2 separate regions of the Mus musculus genome follow, and region 2 is linked to region 1. The links are chromatin contacts, called in public HiChIP or PLAC-seq maps. All regions are on one chromosome and are shown on one strand. Each heading gives the region's core, a stretch centred on a gene start, on an enhancer-like site or on the middle of the called end of the contact. The rest is flanking DNA. Distances are from core to core; before and after follow the strand shown. Region 1 holds the start of Axl (AXL receptor tyrosine kinase). Region 2 holds the start of Tgfb1 (transforming growth factor, beta 1).

Region 1 (6,892 bases), core at 1,136-3,635:
TCTCTCAGCGAAACATTCCTTCATGAGTCTACCTTAGCCTTTCACACCTATGTCTGCTTTAATGAAACGTCCCTTCATGTGTTTGCCCCAGCAAAATATCATCCAACCGACTTTCCAAAGAACCCTAAAGTTTCCACTTCACCCCAGAGATGCCTTTTTTTCTTCTTATCTACAGTATGGCAAGGCCTTTTCTAAGGGTTGCAGCAATATCTGCGATATCCCCCAGGCTGTCCTCCCAGCGTCCACCAGCAGAAAGGAGAGACAGGCAGGAAACAGAATTGTGCAATAACTCCATAATGACAATAAACGGGGCCTGCTGCCAATGAAAAGCACCGGGTAAGCTGGGTGTGGTGGTGCTTGCCTGTCACCCAGCACTCTCTGGAGGGCAAAGCACGTAGGACTGAGAGTTCAAGACCACCCTTGGTGATATAGTGAGACCATCTCAGAAAAAGGCGGTGCTGAGAGGGAGCCGTATATTGAAGGAGTAGAGCTAGGTTAGACAGGAGGGGGCTGGAAAGGATGCAAAAGAAAAGGGAGGAGAGGTGGGGCTGAGGGAGGTGTAGGAGCTTGGGACAAAGTGCCACAGAAAGCTGTTCCACAGCCTGTGAGGGAGCTGTTTCGGGTGAGAAAATGAAAACTGACCAGGGAGGTGAGGACACGCTCAGGTGGCAATGAGGGGTGCTTGTAAGAAGCCCGTGGCTTTATCCTAAAGGCTGAAGCAGAAGATGGGATACAGCTAGGTGGTATCGGAGAGGGAAGGAAGGGAGAAGGAAAGGATCAGATGGGATGTGGGATAAGAAACACCCTGTGGCTGCTAAAAGGGAAACGTGATGGAAGAAGCAATCGGGCCACTGAAGGAGCAAATTATAGCTGGGATCCAGGAGGGAAAGGGCAAGGCTAGACCAGGGTGAGACTCTAAAGAGGCAGCCACATAGGAGAGAGGTTTGTAAGGCTGAGCTCTCCCTGGGATTCCATGCAACCAATCCACACTGAGCGTTCAGGAGGACCCCAGGGCTCAGACTAGGTGGCAGGTTAGATGCCGGGGCTGCCACATCACTGAATCAAGATACAAACAGGATGGTGGTTATGGTTAGGACCGAGAGCGAGCAGCTGAGAGGCTTGGAGTTGATCATCAGAGAAGTGGGGAGTCTAGAGGACAGACATGGGGGGGAGGGCTGTCTCAGAAACATCCTCCTAGATCCCAACCAAGAGATGGATTGGAGGCAGGGGGATGGAAGGAGGAGTGGTGGATATGGAGAAGGGCAAAGGGAGAGAGAGAGAGAGAGATGCCAGGAGGTGACATGGGATTCTGTGGTGATCAAAAGCAGCTCAATGATTTGATCAAGAAGCAGCCTGACTAATGAAGAAGAGAACTGGGTACTAGGAGGCCATCTGAGCATGCCCTCTATGGCAAACACCTAGAGGCATAGAAGCAGACATGCAGCAGAGGCTTAATACTGGCTCCGGATCTGCCAGGGCTGGATACAAGAATCCTGAGGCAGAGGAACAACCAGCATGGGTAGCAAAAATCCCGGGCACCTCGTCATCTGGGCCACCCTGTGCAAGAAACTGCATGCACTTTGACCTAGATCATTCTCGCACTAGCCTGCTGCATTAGCAGGGGCTGTCCTCGTCCCCATCTTAAAGCTAGACACACTGAGGTACAGGAAGACAGGCATTTGCCCATTGCCCAAAGTCATGTGGCTGGGCTAGAGCTGGGGTTGTCACTTCAGTCTGCTGCCACCTCTGGATTCCTGTTTCTGTGTTCAAGTGGGCTTCGGTGGGTTTGAGTGTTGATGTGCCCTCAGTGAGTACCCTGATCCCCCATATGCCAGTCCCGCAGTGACCTTCCATTTGTAAGACTTCTCCCCAGGCAAGCTCCTGACCCGGCTCATCTGAGGGTATCTGTGGGCAGGCAGCATGCCATTGCATGTCTCTACCTGTCCCAGCTTCTGTGTCAATGCAGAGAGAGAGAGAGAGAGAGAGAGAGAGAGAGAGAGAGAGAGAGAGAGAGAGAGAGAGAGAGAGAGTCCTTGTTCAAGCTGCGAGTGTGAGGGGAATTGGAGGAGGCCTGGCAGGCTGGGCTGAGGGTGGGGGCCCAGAAAGGGGGGCTGGGGGGCGTCTTGGGCTGAGAGGAGTGGAAATTCTACAGGAATGTTTACCAGACCCTGAGAGTTCAGGGGGACACAGCGCCCATCCTCCTAACTCACCAGCCCAGGATCGGCCTCAGCCACCATGAGCCACCAAGGTCTCCTTCCTCCTCCCCAGCCTCTCTCCAAGGCGCCCAGGCTCCTTTAAGACAAGGCAGATCCCGTACTCTTCACTCCTAGTTAACCCCTCCAAGTCCCAGTGGCCCCAAGGCTGGGGCCCTAGTGGGCGGAGGCAGAGGGGGAGCCAGGGGCGGGGAAAGAAGTCTGGGAGTGAGAGAATGAGGCAGGGTAGCCGGGAAGGCGGCTAGCTGCGGAGGAGTTGAGCCAGCCGAGGGGCTCCCGCTGTGCCAGGCGGGCAGTGCCAAATCCCAGGAGCCCAGGGGTGGGGGGAGGGCCGGGGACAACCCGGCCCTGCCCCCTTTCCTAGCGAGGTGCCCATCAACTTCGGAAGAAAGTTTGGCATCAATCTGAGCTGTTGGTGTCTGGAGGATGGGCAGGGTCCCGCTGGCCTGGTGGTTGGCGCTGTGCTGCTGGGGGTGTGCAGCCCATAAGGGTGAGTGATGGGGTCTCACTGAGGCAGAGACGCCGGCTGATGCGATCCAGGGCAGGGGCAGTGAGGAGGTGGGGGCTGGCTGGCAGGTGTTATGGGTACTGGGCTGGCTTAGGGAGTTTCCTTGGGACGACAGAGTGCTGGCCTGGGCGCGCGCGGGGGGGGGGGCGGGGGGGGCGGCAGAAAGACACAGACTCAAAGAGCCTGGAGTTAGGGAAAGCAACTCAGAGAGGAATAGAAGGACAAGAAACAGTAACCGGGAGGACCAAAAGATGGACTGGGCAGAAAGACAGACAGGAGGAGTTGAGGGAGGGCTGGGGGGTTGAGGAATCTGTGTCCTGAGGAGAGGGACAGAGCTAGAGGGTCCAGATTACAGAAAGGGCTCTTTCCCCAACAAACACAGAGGAAGACTAGAGAAGGAGGGTTTGGGAGTCCTGGGCCCCCTTTGTCACTGCTGTCCCCCTCCACTTGTTCTTGCCCTGCTGGAGTGCTCTCTCTCTCTCTCTCTCTCTCTCTCTCTCTCTCTCTCCCCTCCCCTCCCCTCCCCTCCCCTCCCCTTTCCTTTCCTTCTCTGCTCCGTTTTCTTTTCCTCTATCTCCCAGTCCAGACTGTGAAGTCTCTAGAGACCAGAATGGCAAGGACCGGCCCTGCCAGGCAGTCCAGGGCGTGGGAGGCTGCCAGATCCCAGGCCTTCTTCCTAACAGACTGGACATGAGATGGAAGCCGGACCTCAATCCCCTGGGAAGACTCCTATCCTCTCCCATGCCTCCACCCCACCCCCCTCTGAGGTCACTCTACAACTATGTGGGGTCCTGGCAACCATGGGCAGATAGGGAAGGTGGACCAGAGGAGCAGCGAGCTGCGGGTTTCCTAACCATGCTCCTTACCATCTCCCTGACAGACACACAGACCGAGGCTGGCAGCCCGTTTGTGGGGAACCCAGGGAATATCACAGGTGCCAGAGGACTCACGGGGACACTTCGGTGTGAGCTCCAGGTTCAGGGGGAACCCCCTGAGGTGGTGTGGCTTCGAGATGGACAGATCCTAGAACTGGCTGATAACACCCAGACCCAGGTGCCTCTGGGCGAAGACTGGCAAGATGAATGGAAAGTTGTCAGTCAGCTCAGGTGTGGCACCTGTCACTGACCAGGGAGCTCCATACACACAGCCCTTCCGCACCAAGCCACTGGGCAGCCCCTCCACCTGGGTTGGGAATCTCCACCTGACCACTTACTGGGCACGTGGCTCTGAGCTTGTGATATGACCTCTGGGTTTCGTTTTCCTCTTCTGTAAAAATGAGTTAAAAATAGGACCTACTTCAGCCTCCTATAAGTTTCCTGTCCAGACCCCCTCCCTCTTTCAGTTCTGCTGACCACATCCCAGTGTCCAGCTCTGACCCCCAGCCTCTAAATCCCCCTCTTCCCTTCTAGAATCTCAGCCCTGCAACTTTCAGATGCAGGGGAGTACCAGTGTATGGTGCATCTAGAAGGACGGACCTTTGTGTCTCAGCCGGGCTTTGTAGGGCTGGAAGGTGAGTTCTCGGGTCAGAGCTTATGCGGGGATGACAGGTGAAGAACTCAGAGCTTTTCCCATTGGGACATAAAGTCCAGAGACTTAGGGAATCTTGGTAGTTGGGGAGGCATGGGAGGCCATACATTATGGGGGACAGGTCTATGTCCCAGAGGAGAGAGATTTGGGGAGCTTTTGGATGTCCTGGGGAATCAGATATGCTTGGAGTAGGACCTTCTAGTCTGGGAATCAGCTGCACACAAGTTAATTCTCCCATATTTCCAAGTACCTCACTCCTTCATTAGGAAAGGGATACGAGGAAAGCCAGGCATAGTGATGCACACATATAATTGCCACTTTCAAGAGACTGAGGCAGATGATCTGTAGTTTGAGGCTAGTCTGGGATACATAGAAAGACCCTCAAAAGGAGAAGACCCCGGCATGCTAACACACACCTTTAATCCCAGCACCAAGGAGACAGAGACAGGAGGATCTCTGTGAGTTCAAGGCCAGCCTGGTCTACATAGTGAGTTTCAGGACAGTCAAGGCTCTGTAGAGAGATTGTATCTCAGAGAGATGGGGGGGGGGGAGGGGAAGAGGGGGAGGAAGAGGAAGAGAAAAAGAAAAACAGACAAGGCGAGACTTTTACATGCCCTGGAAAATGTTCAAGGTGGTCAGGCATAGGCTAAACCAGATGTTGGAAGCATGGTCCTAGGCATAAAAGCATAAAGGATCAGATATCTGAAGGTGACGCACGTTTCCTAGGTGACCAGATATAAGGGACAAGTCAAAAACCCTGCAGGGTGGATGTAGTGTTTAGCACCTCCAACATCCTAATGATAATCTGGGGGCCCTGAGAGGGTCAGAGGGAACCAAGTTTCTGTCCTTGACTGCCCAGGTCTCCCGTACTTCCTGGAGGAGCCTGAGGACAAAGCTGTGCCTGCCAACACCCCTTTCAACCTAAGCTGCCAGGCCCAGGGACCCCCGGAACCCGTGACCCTACTCTGGCTTCAAGATGCTGTCCCCCTGGCCCCAGTCACAGGACACAGCTCCCAGCACAGTCTGCAAACTCCAGGTGAGTCTGAGAGTGGGCCAAAGCAGAGCAGCCAGGGCCCTTCATTCGATGTGTCTGTCTACTTGTCTCTGTCTTCTGTCTTATTTCCCTTCCTGTGATTTTTCATCTGTCTGTCTGTTCTCCATCCCTCTGTCTCTCCATCACTGTTTCACTACTTCTGTGTGTGTGCCTCTGTTCACCCCAGCCGCCGCCTCCTCCTCCTCTTCTTCTTCCTCTTCCTCCTCCTCTCCTCCTCCTCCTTCTTCTTCTTCTCTCTCTCTCTCTCTCTCTCTCTCTCTCTCTGCTTACCCCAGCCTCTCTCTGTTCACCCCAGCCTCTCTCTGCTTACCCCAGCCTCTCTCTGTTCACCCCAGCCTCTCTCTGTTTACCCCAGCCTCTCTGTTCACCCCAGCCTCTCTCTGTTCACCCCAGCCTCTCTCTGTTCACCCCAGCCTCTCTCTGTTCACCCCAGCCTCTCTCTCTCTCTCTCTCTGCTCACCCCAGCCTCTCTCTGTTCACCCCAGCCCCCCCTCTCTCTCCTCACCCCAGCTTCTCTCTGTTCACCCCAGCCTCTCTCTGTTCACCCCAGCCTCTCTCTCTCTCCTCCCTCTCTCTCTCTCTCTCTTTCTTTCTCTCTCTCTCTCTCTCTCTCTCTCTCTCTCTCTCTCTCTCTCTCTCTCTGTGCTCACCACAGCCCCTCTCTGTTCAATAGCATTCTTTGTCCCAAATCTCTAATGCTGTTCAGTGGCCCAAATGTGTAGGCCTGGTGCTCCTTTGTCAGCCCTGACCCAAGCAAGGCATCAGAATGAACCAATACCCTCCTCTGTCCACTTCCTCCTTTGACCTGCCCACCCCCTGATCTGAAGTGTTCCCTAGACCTCAGTCCATGCTCGGCTGAGCTTTCCTGGAAAAGCAGAGCCCAGAGTAGAATGAGGGAGGGAAAATGAGTAAAAGAGAAAGTCAATTAGGGAAGACAAGGGTGGAGGCTCATACCTATAATCCTAGAATTTGGAAGCTGAGACAGAAGGATTGTCACCAGTTTGAGATGTGTCTGGCTGACATAGTGAGTTCTAGGCCATCCCAGGGTTACAGTGTGAGACCCTGTCAATAAAGAAAACCAAAGGAGCCGGGTGTGGTGGTGCACACCTTTAATCCCAGCACTTGGGAGGCAGAGGCAGGTGGATTTCTGAGTTCGAGGCCAGCCTGGTCTACAAAGTGAGTTCCAGGACAGCTAGGGCTATACAGAGAAACCCTGTCTCAAAAAACCAAAAAACCAAAAAAAAAAAAAAAAAAAAAAAACCCAAGAAAACCAAAGGGCTGGGGCTGTTAATCAGTTGGTAAAACTCTTGCCTTAGCACGCTCACAGCCCTGTCCACTCAAAGCACCATGGAAACCTGGCTCCGTGGTACATGCCTGCAATCACGGCACTGGTGGAGGTAGGACTACCAGAGGTCAAGATCATCCTCAATTATCAAGCTCAAAGCTAGCCCTGACTATATAGTAAGTTAGAGGTTAACGTTGGACATGTTGAGGAAGAAAAATTAAAAGAGAACAGGTTACTGAAGTGACTCAGCATGGAGAGACACGTGATAATGTGGCCTGAATAACGGCACCCCTATTTCAGCGTGA
Region 2 (6,892 bases), core at 3,256-5,755, 100 kb after region 1:
CTCCCTCCCTCCCTCCCTCCCTTTCTTTCTTTTCTTTTTTTTTTGAGACAGGATTTCTCTGTGTAGCCCTGGCTGTCCTGGAGCTCAATCTGTAGACCAAACTGGCTTCAAATTCAGAAATCCGCCTGCCTCTGCCTCCCAAATTCTGGGATTAAAGGCGTGCGCCACCACTGGCTGGCAGAAAAATGTGTATCCCAGGCTGGCCTTGAACTCCAGATCCTCCCACCTCTGCCTCCTTCAGCAAATCCTACAGGCCTGTGCCACCAGTAGCGGCCAAACTTCTCTCTTTAACTGTAAGACACCAATCAAATCCAGGATTAACAGAGCTGATGAGACACTGGGGAAAAGCTAAACATAATAAAGTGTATTTTAGCTAGTGTGAGTCTGCAGCCAAAGCTGAGGAGCCTGAGCCTGAGTCAGGAAGCTGTTCACTGGGAGTTAGCCTACATATGTGTGTGTGTGCACGCACGTGCGTGTGTGTGCACATGTGTGTGTGCTAATAAAGGTGAGGGGAATACAGTGCATGGTAAAGATATCATTTTAAACACTTTACAAAAGATAAAGGCATTGAGACTTCACAACATGGTAAGATTCAAGCCACCTTATTACAGGGACTAATTTTTTAAAAGCTTTTAAAAATTAATTTATTTATTTTATATATATGAGTACACTGTCGCTGTTTTCAGACACACCAGAAGAAGGAATCGGATCTTATTTCAGATGGTTGTGAGCCACCATGTGGTTGCTGGGACTTGAACTCAGGACCTCTGGAAGAGCAGCCAGTGCTCTTAACCTCTGAGCCATCTCTCCCGCCCCAGGGACTAATTTTTTTGTTTATTTTCTTTTGTTCTGGAGACAGGATTTCATAGCTTAGGCTAGTCTCACATTCACTGTGTATCCAAGGATGGTCTTGAAGCAGTCCTTTTGCCTTTGTCTCCCCAGTACTGGGACTACAGTCATAGACAGACTTGGCAGCCTGGGATTGGGTTGCCCCCCCCCATTTATTTGTTTGTTCGTTCGTTCATTCATTCATTCATTCATTCATTCACTTTATAACCCGACTTCAGCTTTCCCTCCTTCCAGTCCCCCCTCACATCCCCTTCCCTCACCCCCTCCTCTCCTGAGAAGGGGAAGCCCGCACCCCGTACCAATCCACCCCTGCACAGCGAGTCAGTAAGTCATGGGAGGTGGATGGAGGGGGAGAACTGAGTGGGAATGAGGATAAGCAGGGGAGGGGGGGATCAGATGGAGACAACCAGACAGTGGTCCTAATCCCAAAACTCTGCCATTTCCTGGCCAGTGGGGGTTTATTATCATTTGCCTGTCATCAGTGTCATTAGTTACTCCCCTCTTTAGCCCATTTCCTGGTCGTGTTAGCAGCAAAGAGGATTTCTAGGTAAGAGTGACTGCAGGTTTGGGAGCCCCATTCACTAAAGGGCTTCCTAGCCTAAAGGATGTCTGCACTGGGGAACGAAGGGGCAAAATCCCGAAATTCTGCGTCTGCTGGGGCTTCTGGCTTCTTGTAGTGGGGATGAGATGGTGATCCCAGACGTCGATGAAGGACAGAGGGCCTCTATTCTTGGTTCGGTTGTTACTCAGCAAACCACAATGGAGGGATGGGATCTCAGCTGGGGGTAGCCGATAGGGGAGAGATAGGAGGGCAGGAAGGATTGTGGGTGTCGCAGAGGGAAATGGGGTGACATAGAGATGAATAGGTATGTGGGAGAGGAGACGGAAATGAGAGGCACATGCCGGAAGAGATATATGCGTAAGAAATACAGTCTCAGGAGAGTAAAGGACTTCTCCAACGAAGAGGTCACATTAAGTCGTGGCTAGGGAGGGGTGTCATTAGGCCTGAGCCACAATTGGGTCCAGCAATGTGCAAATAATCCTTAAGTCCACCTCTGGGGTTAGGAAGGTGAAACCTGGAGAAGCTACTGACACCTAAAGTTCCCCGGTCACACACGACGCTTGGGTCCCGCGTGGGCGCCTACAGGGCGGGGCCGTGAGTTTCCCCGCCCACTACTGGGGTGAGGAGGGCGGGAGACTAACAGCCTAGGGAGGGCGGGATCCGGACCTGCCTCGTCTCGCCCCAGGCTCCGCGCGCGATCTCTGTCTCCCCTCCTCCCGGGCACGGGAAGGAAAGGGAAGGGAGGAGGGCGTGGCGACCGGACGCTGGGTTTTCCCCAGCCTCCGGTAGGAGGAACTGGGACCTTGGGGTTACAGCCTGTCAGCGTTCAGTTCCGTGGGGTCCTCTTACCCCCCCAAGAAGCGCAAGCTCCTCCCCACGCGCGTGGCACCCACGTGGGGGCTTCCTCATCCTTACCGATTCGGTTTTTTCATTTGAGTTTTGAAGACTGCCTCTCCCCTACTTCTAGCTGCTCCTCTAGGGCTCGACTCCAGAGGCTCAGCCACTCCCTTCCACGCCCAGGAGAGGGGCGCTCGCCACTCACTCCTGGATGGCATGGTATCCCTGCTCCGTCTGCCTGGCTGCCGCGGGGGGCCACCTTCCTAAGCCAGTCTCCCCTTTTTATGACTCCTTCCCAATGACCCAGTATTCTAGATTTCTTGAGGACTCGCTCGCTTCCTTCACTGGGCTCCGCCTGCCGGCTCGCGCGCTCTTTTACGCCCCCAAGCAAAACACTCGTGACACCTCCGGGCTCATTTTCCGCACCCTCTCTGCTCCTCTCTAGAGTCCTTCTCCCAACAACGTCGCTTTCCTTTTTCACTTGTAACCCCGTAGTGACTCCACAGATCACACTCTCTAGCGTGCGCCTGTCGCTTTCTGAGAGTAAGCCCACTAGAGATTTTATTTGGCAGTTCTAGGGTACCCATCCCCTAGGTTTTCTCTCCATCTCACGACCCGGTCTGGGGTCGGCTTTCCACATTGCATCTCCATTCCGAAATGTTGGACACCTTCCATTCTCTTGAGCTGGGTTCTACCTTTCTGGAAAGAGACCACCCAGCGAGCCCTGCATTTTTAGGCACCATTAGGGGAACTTAAAACAAAACCTGCCAAATGCTCCTCTTCTAGAGGGGACTCTCCCCACGACCTTGCTTTTCTAGGAGAGGATCACTTTGGCAGGCTGTCTATTCCTCTCAAAGACACCTGGGGTACGGGAAAGTGCCAGCCTCTTTGGGACACCCACACAGTTGTCCCGGTGCCCCCAGGGCTCCCCTTCCTCCAGCCAGTTTCCTCTGAGGGTAATTTCCTCCCGGTGACCCCTGCACTCCGGCGCCCCCTGGGGGCTCCCTCCTGGCTCCCCGGCCCCTCGGAGCTCACCGTTGTTGCGGTCCACCATTAGCACGCGGGTGACCTCTTTAGCATAGTAGTCCGCTTCGGGCTCCGGCTCTGGGTCGGCGCTCTCGCCTGCCACCCGGTCGCGGGTGCTGTTGTACAAAGCGAGCACCGCCTCGGGCAGCGGGCCGGGCGGTACCTCCCCCTGGCTTGGGGGACTGGCGAGCCTTAGTTTGGACAGGATCTGGCCACGGATGGCTTCGATGCGCTTCCGTTTCACCAGCTCCATGTCGATGGTCTTGCAGGTGGAGAGTCCCGCGGCTGGCCTCCCGGGCGTCAGCACTAGAAGCCACGGGAGTGGGAGCAGAAGCGGCAGTAGCCGCAGCCCCGAGGGCGGCATGGGGGAGGCGGCGCCCCACGGCACTTCGGAGAGCGGGAACCCTCGGCAAAGGTGGGATGCGGAGGCCCCGCCCCTGCAGGGCTTGTGGGGTGGGGTCTCCCAAGGAAAGGTAGGTGATAGTCCTGAATAATTTGAGGTTGAGGGAGAAAGCAGCAGGAGTCGCGGTGAGGCTCTGACACCAAGGTGTCTCAGTATACCACCAGGGTAAAAATCGAGATGAGCGCTCTCTGAGATCCAAAAGTGGGTGTTCTTAAATAGGGGAGCTACTGCCAGCAGGTCCGAGGGAGATCTGCCTCTCGGGGGAGAGAGGGTCCTGGGATGCGAGGGACTCAAGAGGCAGGCTGGGGGGAGGGCGGCGTGCAAGGGGTGCGCCCCAGCTTTGGGGTGAAGTCTTCGCGGGAGGCGGGGTTTGTGGCTCCCGAGGGCTGGTCCGGAATAGGGGCGTCTGAGGAACGCCGGGTAGCGATCGAGTGTCCACGACGGTGAGCAGGGCTGTCTGGAGTCCTCAGGTCCTGCCTCCTTGCGAGACAGCGCAGTGCCAAGAAGTCCCCACGTCTCTGACTTGCAGTAGCAGCGGAAAAGTCTCAAAACTTTTTTCCTCTTCTCTCAACCAGCTCGTCCCTCCTCCCACTCCTCCTCCCCCTCCTCCCTGCGGCGGCGGCTGGTCTCAGACTCTGGGGCCTCGGACGGCTCCTCGGCTGCTCCTTTGCCGGCTCCCAGCGGAGGCCGACTCCGAGTGCGGCTCAGAGCCGGGGGTGCCCCGAAGGGGCGTCCCCCCTGCCCCGGCCGGGGGCCTGGCTGTCTGGAGGATCCGCGGCGGGAGGAGGAGGGGGACGGCCTGGGGCGCGAAGGGCGGCGGCGGCGGCGGGACCGGCTGGGGCGGCGGGGGTTTTGAAGCCGCCCCGGCCCCACCCAGGAAGCGCGCGCGGGGCGGGGGCAGCCCCAGGGGGAGGGCATGGGGGGGCACTGTCTTCATCTTAGCGTGGGCGGGCTCCAAGGGGGGTCCCTTCAGCCCTGCGGGGAGGGGGCGGGCACCCCGGCCTCGCCCCACCTCCAGGGTGCTGCCTCCTGGCGGCGGAGCACTACTAAAGCCGGTGACCAACCAAAGCGCCCCGGTGGATTTGGGAGTTGTTGAAGGGTCAAAGGAAAAATTGGGACTTCGTGAGAAAACAGAGTCCTGTATTAGAAGTGGGGACCTAGGCGGTGGAGAGCGAAAGGCAGGGGCAGACTTTGCGGATGAGAGTGTCAAGGAGAGTGAAATAAGGAGACCGACGTCTGAGAGCTTTAGCGGATACAAGGAGGCACCTTACCCATGAGAAATACACGCTTTTATTAAGTGCCCCCGACAGTCCAAACAGTGGGCCCTGCTCATGTCCCTCCAACCCACAGCCCTTTCTACCCCGTAGTTCAGTGGAGCATGGGCCACAGGGGAGTTCCTGGCCTTGCAGTCCATGGCATAGGGGCCATGACTTGGGGGTGATCAGGACTGACAGTCTCCAGAGTCCACGTGCCTGCTTCACTGCTGTGCCATTATGTGCTCAGTGGATGATGGCGATTAGTAGCAATGAAGTCCCTCAACACTCCACTCCATAGCGATCGAAGTGGCGCAGCAGCAGGCCGATACCAAGGTGCACTGTGCCACCCGCGGCCGTGTGCAGGCGGTAGCGGTCAGCCCCGCTGTAGATGGTATCTGCGTGCAGCAGCTGTGGCCCACCACCCACGAAAGCCCGTGCTAGCTGCTCCCTCCAACTGCCCAGGGGCCTCCATGTAGGGCAGTCCAGCTGATGAGTGCCTGGGCTGCTAGGCACATGGCAAAAGCCATAGCCAGCAAGCTGGCAGCGGCCAAAGCTGTCCTGGGACCACACCTGGAGATGGAGTCGAGGCCAACCTGCGGGAGGAGAGGCGTTAGAGAAAAGGACAAAGGGGCAGAACCCTGCTCCCGGGTTCCCAGCATTGAAACCACTGGAGACCTCGCACAGTACTTTTACCTTGGATTATTGCCTGAATTTCCTCTCTGGGTTCTCATCTCCCACTCACTCCACATAGTAGTCACAGGAATCTAGAGCAATCCACATTACCCTCTTGCTCAAAACCCTCCCATGACTCCCCTGGGCCACAGAACAAAGTCCAACCTCTCAAGTCAAGTCTGGCCTCGTCTGACCTCCCTTTGTGGTCTCTTCACTCTCCCAGGCCCCCAGGTCAGCACCTCAGCTTAGACCCCTTCCGCCCTCCTCCTCATGGACTTGCTTTGCTCTCACGCACCTGACTCAGATTTCCTTTCTTCCCCAGTGGAGCCATCTCTCCCCTTCGTTAGGTTTCTAGTGGCCTCAATGCACAGCTGAGTGTCCCAGCCTGACAGTCCAATGCTTGGAGATGCAGCCCAGCCCCCCCCCCCCCCAACCCTAAGCCCTCCCCTGGCAGGCCCTGTTCTCCAGGCTGGGGACACAGCAATGAACACAGCAGACAAAAATTCCTGCCCCGTGAAGCTGACATCCTAGACAACCAACATAGTAAATAAGTAAATTATAGGGTATGTCATATGGTGATAACCGCTCTGGGGAAAAACAACAGCCAGAAAGGGAGGGGTGGAGATGTAGTTTGGAAAATTGGGGAGCAGCTGAAGGAAGCTTTCCTAAAGAAGGTGACATTTGGGGCTGAACACTGCAGTGTACAGCTGGAATGCCAGCACTTGGGAGGTAGAGGCAAGAGGATCCCCAGAAGTTCAAGGCTAGCCTGGGCTACACAATGAGTTCTAGGACAACCAGGGCTACATATCTGAAGGGTGACATTTTGGCACACACTTGGGCTGCTGAGGCCCCAGGCTAGGCTGGACTATGTTCTGAGACTCTATCTCAAAAAGCAAACAAGCCAACCAGGATGCAACATAAATGCTTAAAGAAGTGGGCTCTCTAGGCACCTAGGGGAATGACAGATCCAGTCAGTGCAAAAGTTCCGAAGTAGGAGCTAGCCTGGTGGGGCCAATGAGGCTAGAACGGGGAGTCGTGGGGAACAAAGGACAGAGGTGACAGCCAGATTCCATAGGCCTGTGACGCCAGAGAAGGCTCCGGCTTTTCTCTTGAGCGATAGGAGGCCTGCAGGCAGGTTCCATACAGAGGAAGAACATGCTGTATTTAGGTCCTCCCAGGGTCCAGTCCAGTATCCAACCCTGAGAGCACAGTGAAGACAGAAAGAAAGAATGGTCCCAGAAGGCTGGGCGTGGTGGCACACGCCTTTTATCCCAGCACTTGGGAGGC

What was found. HiChIP or PLAC-seq counts read pairs in DNA pulled down with a chosen protein or histone mark.
Region 2: an H3K4me3 HiChIP or PLAC-seq map of embryonic stem cells shows a contact between it and region 1, with 30 read pairs. The contact joins the promoter of Tgfb1 here to the promoter of Axl in region 1. A contact is called at or near these places in 2 of 39 promoter capture datasets (cranial neural crest and embryonic stem cells), 1 of 15 datasets of contacts at CTCF or cohesin (CD8 T cells), 3 of 484 Hi-C or Micro-C datasets (embryonic stem cells, nephron progenitors and regulatory T cells), 9 of 115 datasets of contacts at active chromatin or transcription factors (CD8 T cells, bone marrow-derived macrophages, effector CD8 T cells and 4 more) and 2 of 9 other capture datasets (adipose tissue and liver).

Annotation. Positions count from the first base shown.
Region 1 is chr7:25,784,226-25,791,117 of GRCm38.p6, reverse strand. It overlaps Axl (AXL receptor tyrosine kinase), which reads left to right and starts at 2,385. Exons shown (of 20, transcript NM_009465.4): 1 at 2,385-2,703; 2 at 3,602-3,827; 3 at 4,131-4,231; 4 at 5,108-5,284. The coding sequence starts at 2,640.
Region 2 is chr7:25,684,615-25,691,506 of GRCm38.p6, reverse strand. It overlaps Tgfb1 (transforming growth factor, beta 1), which reads right to left and starts at 4,505. Exons shown (of 7, transcript NM_011577.2): 1 at 3,284-4,505. The coding sequence starts at 3,638. B9d2 (B9 protein domain 2) reads right to left here. Exons shown (of 4, transcript NM_001362154.1): 4 at 4,945-5,526. The coding sequence ends at 5,213.